Linked DNA regions of Mus musculus: all the other regions are linked to region 3. Evidence: chromatin contacts called from public HiChIP or PLAC-seq and promoter capture Hi-C data. All regions are on one chromosome and are shown on one strand. Each heading gives the region's core, a stretch centred on a gene start, on an enhancer-like site or on the middle of the called end of the contact. The rest is flanking DNA. Distances are from core to core; before and after follow the strand shown.

Region 1 (2,700 bases), core at 155-2,654, 470 kb after region 3:
GTGTCACCATGGCTGCCCCTGCAAAGGCCCCATGGCAGGCAGAGCCCATGAAGGGCGTGGTGACATCTGGCTTCCCCAGGGCATACACCACGCCTACAACGCACAGCGCCTGACTGGGCTACAAAGCGCCACTGTCTCCAGGGCAGAAGACACAGCTTTGTTTGTCCCCTCAAGACTAGACAACAAGGGACACAGAAAGATGGATGCCTTGGGGACAGATGACAGCCTGGGCTTATGGGCCTCTGGAGAGGAGTTTAATAGCTATAGGATGGTAGCCAATGCTTGGCCAAAGGGGCCCTTCATGTTCATTGCAATTGTGGCCTGTTATTCCCTTGTTTTAGGTGACAGGTGCCCACTGTACACCAGCATGGGAACAGGTTTGAAAGGGGCTCCTTGTACCACAGACAAGGACCTGCGGTCCAGCAGACACTTCCCACCTCTGAGGAACCACACGCCCTCTGCATTCAACAACTGCAGGCAAACAATGGGCCTTGGGTCCTGGGTATAGGGTCCAAAAGAATGGGACCGTGGCTGGACAGACTACAAGGATCAGGTCTGGAAGCTCAGGCCTGAAATACAAGTCACTCAATAAGCCACTAGATGGGAGTTCGGGGCCAGCTTCAGCGGTACAGGAAACTTCCAAAATAAAAAAAATGAAGTGGGCTCGGGGTAGAGCTCAGCAGTGCTGAGCCTACCTATGTCCACCAGTGAGGGACTGAAGCTTAGGTTAGGGCCCCTTGTGAGGGGATGGGGTGTGGCGCAGGGGTAGAGTCCCTGCCTGGAATCATCCATTTAAGGGCTGGGTACAAAGATTAGCGAAAGCTCCTGGAATCCACTTCTGAAGGGAGGGGAAGGGGATCAGTAGTCCAGTGCCAGTCTAATATAACCAAAGTCCAGGATTCGATCCCTGGTACCACCAAGATACCCCAAGAAACCCCATAGGGTACAAGAGCTTAAAGGGAAACTGCACACCTGCTGTAAGGATGGTGGATAAGATAACCCTGAGGCAGGGGACTGTGATGACCCGGAACATACAACCGGAAGCAGCTGGAAATCACAGGGTTTCCGGAATCAGAAGTAGGGTACACGCGTGCGCCGCAAACCAACGGCATAGGGCGCGGTGGGCGAAAAGCCCTGTGCACACGCGTACTAGCGTTGACTACTCGCGCACGCGTACTCCCACCGCCTCCCGGGACGCGCACAACCCTCTCAGGCTACGCGGTCTGTCCCGATAAGGCCTTCTTTCCCTGTCCACCGCCCTTGCCTTGTCACCATCTCCGGTGCCCCATGGCGGATTCGGAACGGCGAAAGCCGAACCCCTACGGCGGCTGCTCACCTGAGGGACACCCGAGCGAACGCCACGCTTATCCAAGTCCTAGCAACCGGGCCGCCACGCCTGCCACCGCGGGGCACCACGGGAGCGTAGTTCCATGGGCGGGGCCTGCGCGATGCGACTACATTTCCCTTAAGGCCGTGCGCGTGGCTGCTTCACAAGGCCTTGCTGAGTCTAGGGGGTTTTCTTATGTGTGCTGCAGCGAGTAGAATACTGTGGTTTGAGATCCTGGGATGGCACTGAACTCGGCCCCTTTGTGACACTTTGAGACATCAGCAGAGAGAAGACTTGAGGCAGAAGGAGACTCTATGGCCATTAGTCACTCAAAGAGCATCTGCCATCATACTTCTGTAAAGTCCCATGTTGCTGGTGAACAATCACTTTTACTGCTTGGAAAGTGACTGTAGTCTGAAGTTTTAGGTCCACTCAGGCCCTCATTCTCCTCATCTGTACATGGGTGAAACAGATATGTGAACTTCTGAATAAGTCTGGGGCTGGGGCTGTTCATGGAGTGTTTTCCTAGCACCCAGGAGAACCTGGATTCCATACATAGCATTCCTCATGGCACAAGCTGGTCATGCCTGCACTCTGGGGGTGGATACAAGAGAACAAAAGTTCAAGATGGTTGGGGCGAGGGCCTTTAACCCCAGCACTTGGGAGGCAGAGGCAGGCAAATCACTGGGAGTTCCAGGACAGATCCTGTCTTTAAAAAACAAAAACAAAAGATGAAGAAAATAAATGAACAAGTAATAGAGGCAGGAGAGATGACCTAACATTAATACCTTTTAGTTAATTATTGTTTTAGATAAAGAGTTTCACAGTGTAGCTTTATCTGCCCAACATGTCATTCCCAGGCCAGAGTCCCTGAGTCTCTCCCAGGGTCCTTCTTCCTCTGTGGCTTAGGACATAAACAGCAGATTGCCTGGCTGAGCCCTGACCAGCAGGAAGGTAGAAAGTGGCACCAGAGAGCCTGGGGTTGGCTCCAGGATCAACCTGTTTGCAATCTTCTAGGCCTGTCTGCCAAACACAATCTTTCTGGAATAAGGAATGCCTTGTGACCAGCTTATCAGAGCAGAGTAGGTCCCATGAGTTTGGTGTATGGCTGCTTGCAAGACAGATAAGTGGGAGATTAGTGTGGATATGACCAGCATTACAAAGCTAGAACCCAAGCCGGGTGGTGGTGGTCCACGCCTTTAATCCCAGCACTTGGAAGGCAGAGGCAGGCAGATTTCTGAGTTCGAGGCCAGCCTGGTCTATAGAGTGAGTTCCAGGACAGCCAGGGCTATACAGAGAAACCCTGTCTCGAAAAACAAACAAAAAAACGAAGCTAGAACCCTTAGGTACAGTGTCTGGCTTCTAGGAAGCCA
Region 2 (2,794 bases), core at 24-2,523, 360 kb before region 3:
CTGTCCCTAATATAGGGAGGTGATCAGTATGGGCTCATGTAGCCCAGGCTGGCCTTTGGCTTCTGACACTCCTGCCTCTTCATCCCTGCTGGGATGACAGGTGTGGGCCCTGGTGTCCTGGACATCCCAAGGGCGCGCATCCAATCTGACAGGTGGTTTGGTCAGTATCCGTGGGTACTCCTAATAGTGTCACTCACAGGCATCTCCTGGGGTATGGACCAGGTGGCCGGTGTGCCAGGCAGGCACCTGGGACCCGACACCCCAACCAGTGGTTTCCTTCTCTGGGCCTTGGCTTCACTGGAATTACAGTGATAACGGATTAAAGCATCTTACTGCTCTGTAGCACACTCTCCCCCCAGCCCTCACATCCCATGTCCTTGGGTCCCTGGGAGAGAAATAATTGAAAAAGGCCTAGACTTGTGAGTGGACACTGGTGGCCGGGGTGGGGGTGTGCAGGCTTCTTCAGACGCTGCCTTCAGAAAGGTGATCTCCAGCTGGGCAAGGCCCAGCATACCTGTCTTCCCAGGAGGCTGAAGTAGGAGGATCCAGAGTTCAAGGTCATCTTTAGCTACATAGTGAGTTCAAGGCCAACCTGGGCAACATGAGACTCTGGCTCAAAAATAGTAATAATTAAAAGAAAGGAAGGAAGGGAAGAAAAGAGAAGAAAAATGAAGTTAGTTGGAGTGAGATTTCCCTGTGCCTCAGATTCCCCAAATATGAAATGGGCAGCCTGGACACTGATCTAAACTTGGGGACCTGGTTGGCCTGGATCACCCCACTCTGCTCTTTATCACACAGTAGTGTCAGAGCCTGGCCTGGCCTTGAGTCCTGCACCGCACCCTTCCCAGGGACCCCATACCTGCTGCTAGACCACTTATTGGCTTTTTAAGGGAAAGCCTCCCACACTGGTCCCCCTCTACCCTACTGGCAGTGGCCACTTTGAGGGCACAGGTGAGGGGACAGATGGAGTTTGGGGTACAGTTGGGGGCAGAGGCAGGCTGCTGCAGGGACTCAGGTGGGATGTGGGGGGCAGCTAAGGGCTCAGCCCCATCTCGTGGACCTGATCGCTGTGTCCTCCTCTACAAATGGATAGCTCTAGAGGGAGGGGACTAGGGGGTCCGCGTGTAGAGACATAGTTTGTTTGTTTGTTTGCTTGCTTGTTTGCTGTCGGCGATTTCTTTGAAAGTTGGATGCGGGCGGCAGGGAGGGAGCGGGGGCGGGCGAGAGGCGGCGCGGGGCGGGGAGGACGGCGGAGGGAGGAGCGGGAGGGCGGCTGCAAAAATGACTCAGTAAGTTCGGCGGCCGCTCGGCCTCTGCGCCTCCGGTGCCAGCGCCCCGGGATGTATTCCTCCCCGCTCTGCCTGACCCAGGTACGCACCCCGCTCCCGGCCTGGCCCCGGCCCGCACCCCGGCTCCACCTGGAACCGCATTCTTGCAGTCTGGAACCTCCCCTCCGCAGCGGGGGTGGGAAAAAAAAAGCGCGCGCGTCCTCTCTACCCACCCTCTTCCAGGCCAGGGTGTTCCTGGCATGGACCTGGGGTGCGGGCAACTCTTGAGATTGGGGATTCCATCCTCGTTAAGCTTGATTGCACACTTGGAACCCCATTTTCTGGGCCCCCACTTTGATCTAAATCGGCTGTTTTTGGAACTCTCTCTCGTCTTGGCTGGATGGGGGGGGGGGCTGGCGTCCTCCCCACAGCCCTCACCCTTTGCACCCAGGAAGTCTGGGTCCCCTCCAGATGGAGAAGAGAGTAGGTGTCCGCAGGAAGCACCCCACCCGCACGTAGAACGCTCCCCACCCGCCCGTAGGACTGATCTTGGGGTTCCCTGCTGCACTGTAGGTCTCCCTAGCTGTGCGGTAAAGGGACCCCTAGACTATTTGTTCGCGAGTTCTTGGTTTCCCAGGTGGCCGCCCCCCCCTCCAGCTGGCAGTGTCCCCCTCCATTTCAGGCCCACGTGTGCGCGCGAAGGGGGAGGGGCGCGCGAAGTTGGCGCGCGGGGGGAGGGGCAGTCTTGCGGGTGTCCATCGCGGGTCCCCCCCCTTCCCTGGCTCAGCTCCCCCCCAGCTCCGCATTGATTCTTGAATTATTGAGCCGAGCAGGCGCTGCCAGGCGGCTGGCGGGAGGAGCAGAGGCCAGGGCTGGAGGAGGAGGAGGAGGAGGAGGAGGAGGAGGAGGAGGAGGAGGAGGAGGAGGAGGAGGAGGAGGCCGCGGCGGCGGCAGGGGACTGGCGGACACTGCGTACTAGGTGGCCAATCCAGCACCTGCCCTGCTGTGCCCCTCTGGCTGGGTTCCAGCATCTGAGGGAGAGTGGGGAGGGGTGCATCCATCCCTCCAGGGGACCCCCCTTCAAGGAGCCCCCCAGCTGTGTCTGCCCCCTGGAATCATAAGCCTGTCTTTTCCAACTCCACAGCCTCTTGTGATTTTTTTTTTTTTTTTTTTGCTGTGTCTGCCTCAGTTTCCCCTGAAAGAGAGTGAGACATAGTGGTCTCCAGACTGTGTTGGTTCTGGGAATTGCAGTTGTCTGATGTCCTGAGGAGAACTTTGTGAGGGCCATGGTTGTTTTTGCCAGGGAAGACCCAGGTAGCCCATCTCAGGGACAGGATCCTGGGGTCCTCCACTCCTGCGGGTCCCTCCATCTTGGTAAGAGGTGCAGTTCTGTGATCCCCAGGGGAGACCCTCATACTGAGGGAACCCCAGCCTGCCCTACCCAGGGTTCCCTGGTGACCTTGGATAAATGCCTGCCCCTCTGCAGGCCTCAGTTTCTACTTCAAGTGAGATTTGAGGAGTGGGTC
Region 3 (2,700 bases), core at 24-2,523:
GGGCTGTTTCCCTAGTCCTCTGTTCATGGGTTAAGATAGGATCTTGCCAGATTGTCCAGGCTACCCTTGCAATTTCTGGAGGTGGGATCCTCCTAGTCTCGGTCTCCCACACTTGGGAAGAGAGGCTGGCACTGGCTCTGTTTCCTTCTCTGGATTAAGCAAGTCCAGGGGACCCAAGATGACTAAGCAGCTGGAGGTGATTGCTGCCAACGCAGACGATCTAGGTTCAATCCCCACAACTGACTAGGTGGAAGGAGAGAACTGATTCCCGCAAGCTGTCCTCTGACCTCCACAAGCACACTAAATAATGTTTAAAAAAAAATCCAAACAAGTCTTCATCTTTTTGGGTCACAGTCATGTCTACAACTGACGGGAATCCCTGCCTGGTAGCTCCACCATATGGGATGCCCCACACACATACACAGCAGACCTGGCAAGAGAAAGATGGGTCTCCCAACCAGCCCTGCCAAAGTGGGGTGACCATAGCCTAAGCCCCTGTGTTGCTGACTCAAGAGGCTGGAGAGGGAGCTCTGTGATCAAGCGTGCTTGCTGCGTTTGGTTCCCAGCACCCCTGAAAGGCAGCTAGCTCTCAACCACCTGTAACTGACTCCAGGAGCAGAGGATGGGCCACATTTTTCTAGCCATCATGAATACTACACACATGTGCAGGTACTCACACACAGACGTACAAACAATAGTTAAAAATAACAAATCCTAAAAATACAAAAGAACCTAGTTGGAAGTATTACTAGGTCCTCTCTAGATGCTAGATAGCACACTGTCCTGGCACCGAGGTTCCCAGGCCACCGTCTCCAGCAGCCTTCCAGGAACTAGAGCCTTTTACACCATGTGTGGGTTTTGCTCATCGCCCCGTTGGCAGTCCATCTTACCCTAGTTAGAATAGCAGGGAGCATGAGAAAAGTATTCTTTTAAAATTCAGTTTATCAAGAGGTTGAAGTCATGGGAAAGTTAGTTCATTCATTTTGCAGACGAAGGGGTCAGGGTCGGGAATCCCAAAGGTTCCATCTGCCCGAAGGAGGAGAGAAAGGGAGGGCCTGGGCGAGGGGCGACCGGTACCTGCGGGGGGCTTCATGGCGGTCGGCTGCGCGCGAGGCGGCGACGGCCCTCCTCTGGTCCTCACGCCTGTGCGGTCCGGATCTCCTCGGAGCTCGCCTCACCTGAGCCAGTTCCTCTGCTGTGGCTCTCAGACTGAGGCGCCCGCCGCCCGCGAGCTCCGAGCACGCTAGGAAGGCGCGTGCGCGCGAAGGCAGCTGGTCAACGCGAGTGTGCATGCGCAGGAACAACCAGTCTGGCGCCGGTGCATCGCGGTTCCGCCCACATTATCCCGAGCTTGCCCTGTCAGTGGTGCGATTTTGCGCATGCGCTGAACACAGTGGAGCCCGCAATTGGCTGTCATAGGTGAGTGAGGCGGAGCCTTACGCACCCTCGGAACGCCAGGATGCTGTTTCCATGGAAACCTAACACCCTCTCTGCCTTGCCTTTTCTGTGAGGATTTCACTCTATACAGGCTGTGTGCGTTTGTGCTTGGTCTGTTCGTTCAATTCATTTCTTTTTGTTCTTCAGCCAGTTCCTCATGACTCCACCTTCTGAGTTCTGAGATGACCAGAGTGCTCCAGCATGCCTGGCTTCCCTCCCTCTCTCTCTCTCTCTCTCTCTCTCCCTCCCTCCAACCTTCTCTTCCTTCTTTCCTTCCTTTTTTTGACACAAAGTTTCATGTAGCCCAGGCTGGTCTGAATTTGCTGACAGGCCTCAAATTCGTAGCAATCCTCCTGCCCCAGCTTCCTGGGTTCTGGGAATGCAAGTGAGAACCGCCACGGGTTTTTGCTTGTTTGTTTTGTTTTTGTAAGCTGAGTGTGCTGACTTATACCTGCAATTTCAGTCCAAGTAAAACAAAACTGACCCAACCTGCAACCTGCAGGAGTAGCCTGGACTATATACCTTGTCTGAAAAAACATGAGAGATGGCTCTGTGGTCAAGTGTAGTTGATAATCGGTGTACTGCAAAAGCCAGGGCTGGCCCCTCCTTCCTGCACCAGCCTGTGGCACGTTAAGATGCCTCCTAGGAGCTGTTGGCGGCTCCTGTTAAAATGTTGGCACCATGACATCTCCTCAGCCTGGAGCTGTCACAAGAACTGTCTACAGTAGTGTATCACCTTTCCCAACACAACAGAGGTTGCCCCTCAAGAACACCCCTGCAGGAGCTGTCCTACAGGAACTGTCCCACAGTGATAGGACCTCATCTCCAGCCTCCTTGAGCAGCCTCACAGAGATGGCGCCTCAGCAAAAGTTGGCTGTGGCCTGGAAGGACTTTCACACTAACCCATGGGCCTGATGCAGGGTAAAGAGGGTGAGGGGGAAAAAAGTCACCAATCCCCGAACAGGAAAACCCACCAATCCCTGAGCTCCTCAAGCTCAGGACTTGAAATTCCACCAATCGTTAATCTGGAAATCTCTGCCCTGAAAAGCCCTGCCTCCTAAGAAATTCTATGTAAGCCCCGCCCTTTGTCTAATTCCCTAATGTTTTACTCCCAGGAGAAGAGGGAAGATTCATCTCTCCACACCCTGAACCCACCAATAAATCTCTTACATGAGATTTTCTGCTTGGTGTGACTTTCTCATCGGAAGAGCCAAGAAGAAGCGAGGTGAAGAGAGGGTGGGGGGTGGGAGAGCGGGGTGCGGG

What was found. Promoter capture Hi-C pulls out the DNA fragments that hold promoters and counts their contacts. HiChIP or PLAC-seq counts read pairs in DNA pulled down with a chosen protein or histone mark.
Region 1: a contact with region 3 is called in a promoter capture Hi-C map of embryonic stem cells, with 2.0 times the contacts expected there. The contact joins the promoter of Scamp4 here to the promoter of Thop1 in region 3. A contact is called at or near these places in 3 of 39 promoter capture datasets (embryonic stem cells, frontonasal cranial neural crest and pre-B cells) and 2 of 9 other capture datasets (adipose tissue and macrophages).
Region 2: a contact with region 3 is called in a FOXA1 HiChIP or PLAC-seq map of pancreatic cancer cells. The contact joins the promoter of Nfic here to the promoter of Thop1 in region 3. A contact is called at or near these places in 1 of 484 Hi-C or Micro-C datasets (myocytes) and 1 of 115 datasets of contacts at active chromatin or transcription factors (pancreatic cancer cells).

Annotation. Positions count from the first base shown.
Region 1 is chr10:80,601,586-80,604,285 of GRCm38.p6, reverse strand. It overlaps Scamp4 (secretory carrier membrane protein 4), which reads right to left and starts at 1,404. Exons shown (of 7, transcript NM_019575.4): 1 at 1,337-1,404. Adat3 (adenosine deaminase, tRNA-specific 3) reads right to left here and starts at 1,406. Exons shown (of 2, transcript NM_001100606.1): 1 at 1,337-1,406.
Region 2 is chr10:81,425,652-81,428,445 of GRCm38.p6, reverse strand. Nfic (nuclear factor I/C) reads left to right here and starts at 1,273. Exons shown (of 10, transcript NM_008688.3): 1 at 1,273-1,370. The coding sequence starts at 1,341.
Region 3 is chr10:81,068,656-81,071,355 of GRCm38.p6, reverse strand. Thop1 (thimet oligopeptidase 1) reads right to left here and starts at 1,273. Exons shown (of 13, transcript NM_022653.4): 1 at 1,078-1,273. The coding sequence starts at 1,093.